2 separate regions of the Hordeum vulgare genome follow, and region 1 is linked to region 2. A link is a contact called in public HiChIP or PLAC-seq data. All regions are on one chromosome and are shown on one strand. The core of a region is the stretch at or near the end of the contact, and the rest is flanking DNA. Distances in the headings are between cores, read along the strand shown.

Region 1 (4,924 bases), core at 2,148-4,647, 130 kb after region 2:
GTCCCAGCCTCCGCCGTTGCAGCGCTGCAGCTCGTGGGCGCAACGGTTCTGCCTCTGCCGTCGCACTACAGCTTCACGGTTCTGCGAGGGGCGCGATCTGGGGGTGCATTTGTGCAGTGAGCGTGTACAAACCGGACCCCGTTTCCCCTTCCTTCCCTGTACCCCCGGGCGAACAGCCCATACACCGTGAAGTCTCATGTCAACCGAGCCCGTCCGATCCGGATCCGTCGACTGGGAGCTTGCCACATGCACGGACGAGGAGGAGAGAACCCTCCTAATCTCGTGGTCCGCCTTTCCCTGAAGGCTACCGAAGAGCCAGATGTTGTAGCTGTGGAGGCGCAGCGGAGGTCGTGGGACGGCGTGACCGCCGCGAAACGAAGAAGGTGTGTCGCGCATCGGCAACAAACGACGAGGATGCGCGTGCGGCGTGCCAAGGTCTTGGCAAAGCGGCAATCCCGGGCAGGGGCGGAGCCATGCTGACATTGAGCCCCGGGCCTGCTTCATAGCTATAACATTCAATAGTGTAAAACGGTGTAAAAATGCTACAGTTAATGAAGGAAAAAAAATCATCACGCCCCGGGTCCAGGCACCCCCCGCCTGGGTCCTGTCTCCGCCACTGAGCCCGGGTCACCCTTGCTCTCGTGGTGGAGCGAATCCCAGTAGGTTGTGCCCTCGACGGTGTTTCCTCCAAAGAGGTGGATATGAACATGTTTGGTGTCGCGTCGACGCATTAGCTCTGGCGCCGAGCAAATCCGCCTCGATCCTTATTGCGCCTTTGGCTGCTAGTATCGTGCCCAAGAGGACAATGTTAAGGGTTAGAATAAGGGAAAGGGCAAGCGTGGTTGAATTTCCTCTATAGACCTATGAAGTAGAACATGTTATTTTTTGGTAATCTGATGACACATATAATGAACTCCTCTATACTACTCACTCCATTTCAAAATATAAGACATTTTAGGTATTTCACTAAAAGACTACATACGGAGCAAAATAAATGAATCTATACTCTAAAATATGTCTATGTACATCCGTATGTAGTTTATAGTACAATCTCTAAAAGGTCTTATATTTAGGAACGGAGGGAGTATGTCCTAATTTGATATGTCATGTATGAACAGCGTCCTATGTCCTCTATGAACTACAAAAGTACGTGTGTTGATCCATGTCGCATGCTTGTGTATGATTCGAGGATCTGGATACCACGAGGACGGCTACCCGGACAAATATGGGATGGCCGGGTCCAATGCGCGCATGCGTCCGGACGTGTCCTCTGCACATAGAGGGGCAGATTTGTCCACACGGATCGTGGATTACTGGATTCTACCAGGTAGAATGGCGCGGGACTGATTGAGAGAAGAGATGGGGGTGGTGGGCTGGTGGTACTGACAGCTACTGTGGACAGCTCGCCGTGCCGAAACGACGACAGGGAGGGACAGCCAACGAAACCTGCTCTTCACGTATCTCGTTTCCACCCGTTCCCATACGCGGACGGACCACAGCCTGTCCTGTCATTCGCGAGAAAAGGAATTTTCTCTGCAGGCAGGCGCAGAGGGGCGGACGCCCAGCAAATAATTCCCTTCACCACTGCAGAAAGGATGGCACAGTATCTACGGTGTCGTCATCCTCCTCCTCGAATCTCGACCTAGAACCCCGCAGCCGATAAACCTGGATCACGAATTACACCAAAAAAAATCTACTCCCTCCGTACCAAAATTCTTGTCTTAGCTTTGTCTAGAAATGGACGTATTTAATTATTAAAATTTTACTAGATACATTCATATCTAAACAAATCTAAGACAAGAATTTTGGGACGGAGGGAGTACGTGATCAGCTGCTTGGTCGTCGGATGAGGTGAAGGATCGGGATCGGTGATCTGCTTCAGATTGTTGGTGCTTCATCGGGTGGCCATTGGCACGAGCGAGGATTGATTGTTTGATTGGGTGAGCAAACCCAGTGACACCATCCGTCGGTCATCGATTATTTTGCAGCAGCAACAAGCAACAGCAACTGCTACCACCACCAGCCAACAGTATATTATTATTCCGGAACGCAAATTAAAAATCAATCTACTACCTCATGTACAGTCATGTCGAAATTATCACGAAATCAGGGGAGGTGACTAGTAACGGAAGCAATGCGACGACGGAAGATCAGGGGGAGGAGAAACTAGGTAATAACAGAGGTAATAACGCGGATTACGGAGTATGGTTCTCGAATTGCTCAACGATAAACATGTGACACAAAGGTTGATTAGTAGTAGCAGCAGGGCTAAGCTAGCTGGTCCAAGATGCGGGAGGAGCAGATGTGGAAGGCGGCTGGCCGATCGTCCGACGACACTATTGGTAGATTCTCTTCTCGTTTGCTTGCTCATCAATCATTGGTTGCTTCTTCGATCTCGAGGCAGGGAGGGATGGATGGATTATTCTTTTTCTTGTGCGTTGTTGTTCCTTGTCCCTCCTCTGAATTCGGTATGGCATCCACGTTCCACGGGATGTTCGTTCAGCCATGGCTGGTCTGTTCAGGAGCGGCTGCGCATGGACAGCGCCACCACCTGCGCCCACTGCTTCAGCCTCATCTTGACCGTCTCCGGCGGGTCATCTGCAGGGAAGGAAGTACCGCCGTCGAGAAGTCAGATCAAAACTCTAACCGCGCCTGGCCGGCGGATCAGCAATCGCGTTTGGTTGGAGAGGAACAAATCAATTCTTTCGAAATTCGGAGGCTTGTTCGTGCAATGAACAGATCGCATGGAGCTGATGGAGAGGGAATAATAATGCGCGTGCTCACCTGGAGAGAGTATTGAGAGGGGGCTCCCGATGGGCGACGGCTCCGAGGCCTCCGAGGAGGCGCCGCAGGAGCACTGGCTGGCCGCGCAGCCGGCCTTGGCGTTGGCGTTGGCGTTGGCGTTGACGGCGTAGAGGAGGTCGAGCGCCGGGAGCGTCTCGACGAGGCGGCTCCTCCCGGCGTCGCAGGCGGCGCAGCGCTGCGAGGGCGGGTCGAACCGGAAGCCCAGATCGAGGGAGCCGCGCAGCTCGTCGAGCTGGTCGTCGGTGACGCTCTGCGCGCGCTGCAGCGGCGAGCGGCGGCCCCTGCCCAGTATCCCGCGCCGGCGCCGCTCCCACGCCTCGTCCCGCTCGATGTCGGGCGACCACGAGTTCTGCTTCTGCAGCCCCATGGCCCCCGCCGCGCCCCTCATCCTCCCGCCGCCGCCCATCAGGTGCGGCTGGAACCCCTGCTTCCCCTCCTCCATGGCTTCCGCCGCCGCCGCCGGCCTCCTCCTCCTCCGCTCGGGGGATTTGGATGGAGGCGAGGACTGCTGGCTCCTCCTCCTCCTCCGCGGTGGAGTAATTTATCTCTCTCCGCCTGCCTGCCGCCGCCTTCTTCTTTCTTCTTCTATTTCCTTAGCGGATCGGATGCTTGCGTGCGGGCTAGCGGGCGAGACTGACGTCTGCCGACGTCGGGCTGCTTTATACTACTACGCTCGTGGATGGATGGCATGCGTAGCCCTGGCGGACGGATCCAACGGTGGGATTTGTTCCAACTGCTAGGCCGGGGCTCATTATTGGGCATTGATTCCGGGTCACGGGGAACGTGGGCCGGGGGGAATTCGTTCCTCAACTGACCGAAAAAACCCGGACGTATGCAAATTTAACTCCTTGCAGTACAAGTGTTTTGCGCTAGTACTACTCCTACTACTGCTGTGCGGCTGTTTGAATCGCAGCTGGATTCGGATCCCCCCTGAACCCTCGCGTGCGGCGGGTAATACGTAAAGTAGTAAAACGGAAGGATTCTTCCGTGTTTCGCTTTCACGTCTGCTTGCTAGAATTCCGTCGTGTGTGCCGTGGTGCACAAAATGTGTGGGGAAGTTTCCGTGTCGTCGTGGATGGAGGAATTGGCTCGTAAATTTCTCGGGAATAAACTAGTTGGTGAGTGCATCACACGGACGTAACCACCGGCCGTCCGGCCGGTCCAGGCGGTCCAGGTGATGGTGCGTCACAGTGGAGCGGGTGGAAGGGCGCCTGTTTGTTTGCGACGACCGACTTGATTACCACCAAACCGGTGGGATTATGTCAGGCCGGTGGGATTTGCTTGCTTGCGCGCAAGCAAAGATTTTTGTAAACTTTGCAAACCGTCCACATGCATGCATGTGGTAGAACCTTCCGGAAAACCCTTGCGGTCCTCGACATGCATGGAGAACCTTCCGAAAAAAGTTTGCGAGGTCCAACTTTGATTATACGTATTTCTTTTCATTCTGTTTGGATTGACCATACTGTACTGCTCGGTCGAGGGAATCGGCCGGGATATTTTTCCGTCTGGTCGCCTACATTCTCTCCTGGATTCGTGTCGCGCGGATCGCGCTGATTTAGGGTGGTCTGTCTGGTGGTATTACGATCTGTAGATACGGTTCACGATTTGCTTTGCCCTAATGCGTGCGTGCCAAACTTGTAAGTTTTTTTTTTACATCAGCTTGTGACCCCAAACAAATCATCTTCTTTTGTGACAGAGATCTTATCGCTACGATTTTTGAAAGAACGATCTTGATGCATGCTCGACGTGCGTGGAGAATCTTCCGGACCCAACTTCGGTTCAGTCTAGATTCTCGCGGACAGTGCTGCAACGTGGGATCAAAATTGTTTATGTGAAAGGATCTTTACTGGTGTCTCTGGTAAGATTCTTTTTGTTACTACCTCCATTTTTAGTTAAAACTGTCATTTCCCAACCAACTGTTATTTCAAAAACAAAAAATTCGAAGAATTTCCTAACCAGCTAATACATGCCATCGCTTGCAATCTCTCGTGGATACGTAGCTTGCGAATCGCGGTAATCAACAGGCCCGTGAATACGATTTTGTGTTGATGACCAATGATTTCCGCCGACGATGGATCGCATTCGCGCGTGCGTCTCAAACGTAGTACTCCTAAACCTT
Region 2 (5,078 bases), core at 2,083-4,582:
TCAGCATGATGAACTTCTGAACAAACTTAAGACAGGTGATATCTTCACTGGAAGAGGAAAGAACCAGGAAACTAATCTTGCAAGGCCAGGAGATACTCGTTTGGGATCTCACCATAAAACCTTATGTCGTCATGTTCACATGTGGAAATCTGTCCTACATGTGTTAGAGAATTTAAGTGACGATGCCACTAATGCAACACAAAAGACCACAACTTCAGGTTTGTTGGAAAGAATGGAAAGCTTTGAGTTTGTATTTATTATGCATCTTATGATCAGAATTCTTGGAAAGACTAATGATCTATCAACATGCTTGCAAAGGAAAGATCAAAATATTGTACGTGCTTTAGGCCTGATTGGTACTACATTGAAGGAAGTTGAGAAAATAAGGAACTCCGGATGGGATGAGATTTTGAAAGATACAAAGGGCTTTTGTTTTGCGCATAATATTATTGTGCCAAATATGGAAGATAAAATACCAGCTATAGGCCATTCAAGGGGTTGTGGCAGCCATATGGTAACTTATTATGACCATTTCCATCATGAAATATTAGATGTGGTACTTGATCAAATTATTGTTGAGTTCAATAATCGTTTTGCTGAAAGGTCTACTCAGCTATTGAGGTGCATAGCTTGTCTTGATCCAAAGAACTCTTTTCATAATTTTGATATTGATAAGTTAACTGAACTTGCAAGAATGTATGCCGATGACTTCTCTCAATATGAGTGTATAGTCCTTGGGATCAGCTTGGCACATTTATTGTTGATGCGAGAGATGATCCGGACTTTGCAAATTGTGTTGATCTTGGGAAGCTTGCTGTTAAGATGGTTCAAACAGAGAGACACAAGACATTTCCATTGGTATATCGTCTTATTGAGTTAGCCTTAATTTTGCCGGTTGGAACGGCGACAGTAGAAAGAGCATTCTCGGCAATGAAGATTATAAAGACTGATTTGAGGAACAAGATGAATGATGATTGGATGAATCATAGTATGTTATGCTATATCGAGCGAGACATATTCGCAAGCATCGAAGATGATAAGATTTTGGAGTTTTTTCAAAGTATGAGGTCACCCAAGAAACAACTACCACGTGTAGCTACTGGTATGTTAGCTCTTACCAATACAACTATGTATCATATATTTATCCGTATTATTTCTTGATTATTTTTTCTTATCTGTGTAGGTTCTAGTTCTTCTCCTATTATTGATGAAGAAATGGTAGGCTAGGATGGGAGCAAAAGCTTATTTATTTAGGTATCAACACTGCATATTGATTATGCTATTATGCCACCGCATTTTTTATGCTTTTCTTATTGTCATTTGGTTAAACATTGAACTAATGTATCACCTCAAAACTCCATATATGCATCAGTGTGTTTTTGCTAATATACTATGTTATTGAGAAGGAATTAGAAGGTATTTTTTTTTCATAGTTTTGGGGCAATAGAAATTAGCCCCGGTCTTTCCCAAATCCCGGGTCCGCCACTGCAATGCAGAACAGTCTGTAACTTATGAACAATCGTGATCGTTTCAAACCATCATGTTACTTGAAAATATCTTTACCGCATAGGAGTTATTTTTCGAAAAAGCACGAAGCAGCAACCGCCAAGAAAAATAAGCAAAGGGCACAGATTCTCTCATGGCCACGTGAGTAGGCATCTCAAAGAAGAAGAAAAGCCACGTGAGGAGGAGACGAACTAATACACGAAGCACGCACTAGCGGTTGAGGCGAGGCAGCACCGTTGTTCCAAACGAGACCTTGCCAGAGAATCCAACGCTCTGTATTAGTATATTACTATTAGTACGTAATACCAAATTGTACTACTCCATTGTTCCAAATTGTACTACCTGTACTAATGCATTCAGATGACCGTTACAACCTCTTACTAATCCATTTCAGTGATGCGATCACAGATTTGGGCCGTCAATATTTAACAACCATCAATTGGAACAAAACAAACACACACACACACACGCACCCACGACATTACTCTGTCTGTACCCAAGGGGCTGGGCTCAGGTACGACGCGTCCATCAATGTCCGTTCATCCTGTCGCATCACATCACACCAGCCAGCCGTGATCCGTGCGGCACCGTAGCATTTGCCGCGGCACGAAAAGAGCACAGCGAGCCGAACGAACGTTCCATGCCATGGCTTTGATTGCGTCCGCCGCGCGCGCGCACTGCTGCCTAGTCCTCCGCCACCGGCGACACCAGCGAGTCCACCATTGATGGTCACCGCACGCACCCGACCCGAACCCGACCGACCTTAAAAGCGTCGCCGCCGCCCAACGCGCCGCAGGGAGCACGACTTCAATAATGCCGCATCTCCCTAGACCGTTAGGTCTAGTTTAACCTGACATCTGTTAGCACAAAGCATGCCAATTACTTATAGTAGTACCAGCAAAAGCATGCAATTACCTGGACCTGACCCTCTAATTTAACCCTACTGGGCACTGGCTATCGCCGAAAGTTTGTTGGAGTAAAAAACAGGAGAGTGAGCGGGGTGAGTTTAGCCATGGAGAGCAATCACCGAATGGAAAACAAAGAGCAAAAGGATTGTGGATGGTTGGCCGGTGGCAGTGCGGAGAGTGGCAGCCATCATCAGTACACGGGACACGGCACGCGGCTGCCGCACCTGCCTGGCAAGCATGGCCATGGCACTGCCCTGCCGGCTCGCCTCGATGCCAACGGAACAGCAGTGTATACTACTCCCTCCGTTCCTAAATATAAGTCTTTCTAGAGGTTCAACTAATGGACTACATACGGATGTATATAGACATATTTTAGAGTATAAATTCATTTTTTTGCTTCGTATGTAGACACATAGTAATAAAATATCTTAAAAGACTTATATTTAGGTACGGAGGAGGTAGTTTTATCCCTACTCCCCTGGCCGGGCCACGCCCTGCACTGTGCGCCCGGCCCGGACCGCCACCACCCCACGACACGTCCCGCTGACGCGCGGGCCCGCCCACCACGTGCGCGAGGAGGCCGGGCGTAAAACGCGGTACCAGCATGAACGAACGGTCCAGCGCCCGCTCGGGAAAGATTCGCGCCAAGTCAAAGCTGCTCCGACGCCGCGGGCCCCGCGACGGCAGGGCCAACGCTGACAGACACAGGCAGGCGGGCCCCAAGCGTAGCAGAGGCGGGTCCCAGGTGTGCGTGGCAGCAGTGCACGCGCTGAGGCGCCGTGCTGCCTCGCTCGAATGCGAAACGTGACGGCGGGAAGTTTTCGCCGTACCCCCGTCGGCGCAGGAGCACGGCCGGCCCGGGCCCGGCCCGCGAACAAACGTACAAAACCCACCGAGGAAGGAATGTGGAAGTGGAGGTGGTAGTAGCATCATCTTCCTGAGCCTTTATTTGCCTTGCCTCCCATCCACGCGCCATTTTTAATCCGCGGAGAGGAGGGAAGCCCCGCCTCGCCCCGCTCATCGACTGCCCCGCCGTGGCGCCGTCATCGGGGAATGCGACCGCGCGGCCGGCCATGCCTCGCGCCGCGCCCGGGCTAGGGTTCCCCGCCGGCCCAGCGACCGAGCGCCGCCATCACCCTCCGTCCTCCCGCCGGAAGAAGCCGCCGCCGCGCCGAAGGCGCCCCGCGCCGCCACCCGCTGTAAAAACCTCTCCTCCCTATCTACCCCTCTTCCGCATTGCGTCCACATTACCGCTTCACTCGCCGGATTATTTTACTGCTGCGAGAGTCAATAGATCCAATCCAATCCAGAGCACGCGCGCGCGCACGTCGCCGCACATGCGCGCCGCCGGGGCCAGTTCAACCTCGAAACCCTCCGCCTGAGCAAGGGATAAAGCCAAAAGGAATTCGAACGGAGCTGCGTCGCTTTTCTATCATTGCCTGGCTCGTTCGTCCCGTTGCGTCGCCTTTTTTCCCGTTCGCTGTTTGGCGGTGACTGTGCCCGAGCTTGCTCGGTCGGTGCTCCGTCCCGGATTCCGGTTTGCTGAGACTGAGAGACGCTCCCTTTGTTTGGCTCTTTTCGCAGCCGCCGGTGGGGCCACGCGGCGCGCCCGATCCAGATCCGGGCCTCCTCCACCACCTCCACCTGCGCGGCAGCAGCCACGCCTCGCGTGCCACAGCTCCCAGAGGTGGGTCAAGCGATCCCAGTGCCCCGCATTCTGTCTCCTCGCTGCGCCGCCGCCTCGGCAGCTAACCCCTTTCACACCTACGCAGACGACGACGAGGCGGAGGCGGGCTACGACGCGGCCGGCTTGGAGGAGGCGGCCGCCGGCGACTCCTTCTCACACTCGCTGAAAGGTAATCCATTCATCCCCCTCCGGCGTCACAGCTACTACATGATATGCCTTTACCGTCGAGTGAAGCGAAGTGATCGCTCACTGTTTGTTTTTGCTTGTCTGCTTAGCAGAGTGCCAGAAGCAGCTGCAGCTCAGGGCGGAGGCGCGGCCGCCGGCGGCCTCGCATGAGCTCGGCAACGGCGACGCGTTCGGGGGGATCGAGCTGCTCGTGCTCTCGCCGAGGTGCCTGCTCGGGGCTGCCGTGGGAGGGATGAGCAAGAGCTCCACGGCGTCGTCGCGAAGCAGATCAGGCACGTTTCCGAGCCCCGGGACGCCCAACTACCACCGGCATTGCGCCGGCAACATGCAGTACCCCAAGGGCTGGAGCTCGGAGCGGGTGCCGCTGGGGGCAGGCGCCAACAGGAGGTATGGGGGCAGCGGGGTTGTGCTTCCTTTCAACAATGGGAGGAAGCTGCCGTCCAAATGGGAGGACGCCGAGAAGTGGATCTTGAGCCCGGTTTCTTGTGATGGGATGGGGAGGATGTCTGCACCGGCGCCGCATCATAGACGGCCAAAGTCGAAGAGTGGGCCGCTTGGTCATCCTGCTGGTGTTCCAGGAGCTTATGCATCTGTTTCGCCGATGATTCCCTGCTTCGATGGTGTTCTGGCGGCCGCTAATTTTGCGGCTCATTCGCCTTTCTCTGCTGGGGTTCTCATGCCAGGGCATGCGCGCAATGGTGACTTCAGCAGTGGAAGAGCCAGAAGTGGGGATGATGGAAGCAGTAGGTCCTATTCGGCTGAGAAGGAGCCGTATATTTGGAGATCATCAA

What was found. HiChIP or PLAC-seq counts read pairs in DNA pulled down with a chosen protein or histone mark.
Region 1: an H3K4me3 HiChIP or PLAC-seq map of embryo shows a contact between it and region 2, with 4 times the contacts expected there. The contact joins the promoter of LOC123401321 here to the promoter of LOC123401272 in region 2. A contact is called at or near these places in 1 of 6 Hi-C or Micro-C datasets (seedling) and 1 of 1 datasets of contacts at active chromatin or transcription factors (embryo).

The regions. Positions count from the first base shown.
Region 1 is chr6H:524,597,613-524,602,536 of MorexV3_pseudomolecules_assembly, forward strand. It overlaps LOC123401321, which reads right to left and starts at 3,398. Exons shown (of 2, transcript XM_045095107.1): 1 at 2,785-3,398; 2 at 2,012-2,598. The coding sequence starts at 3,247. The coding sequence ends at 2,519.
Region 2 is chr6H:524,467,110-524,472,187 of MorexV3_pseudomolecules_assembly, forward strand. LOC123401272 reads left to right here and starts at 3,333. Exons shown (of 9, transcript XR_006611067.1): 1 at 3,333-3,613; 2 at 3,999-4,101; 3 at 4,187-4,270; 4 at 4,377-5,078.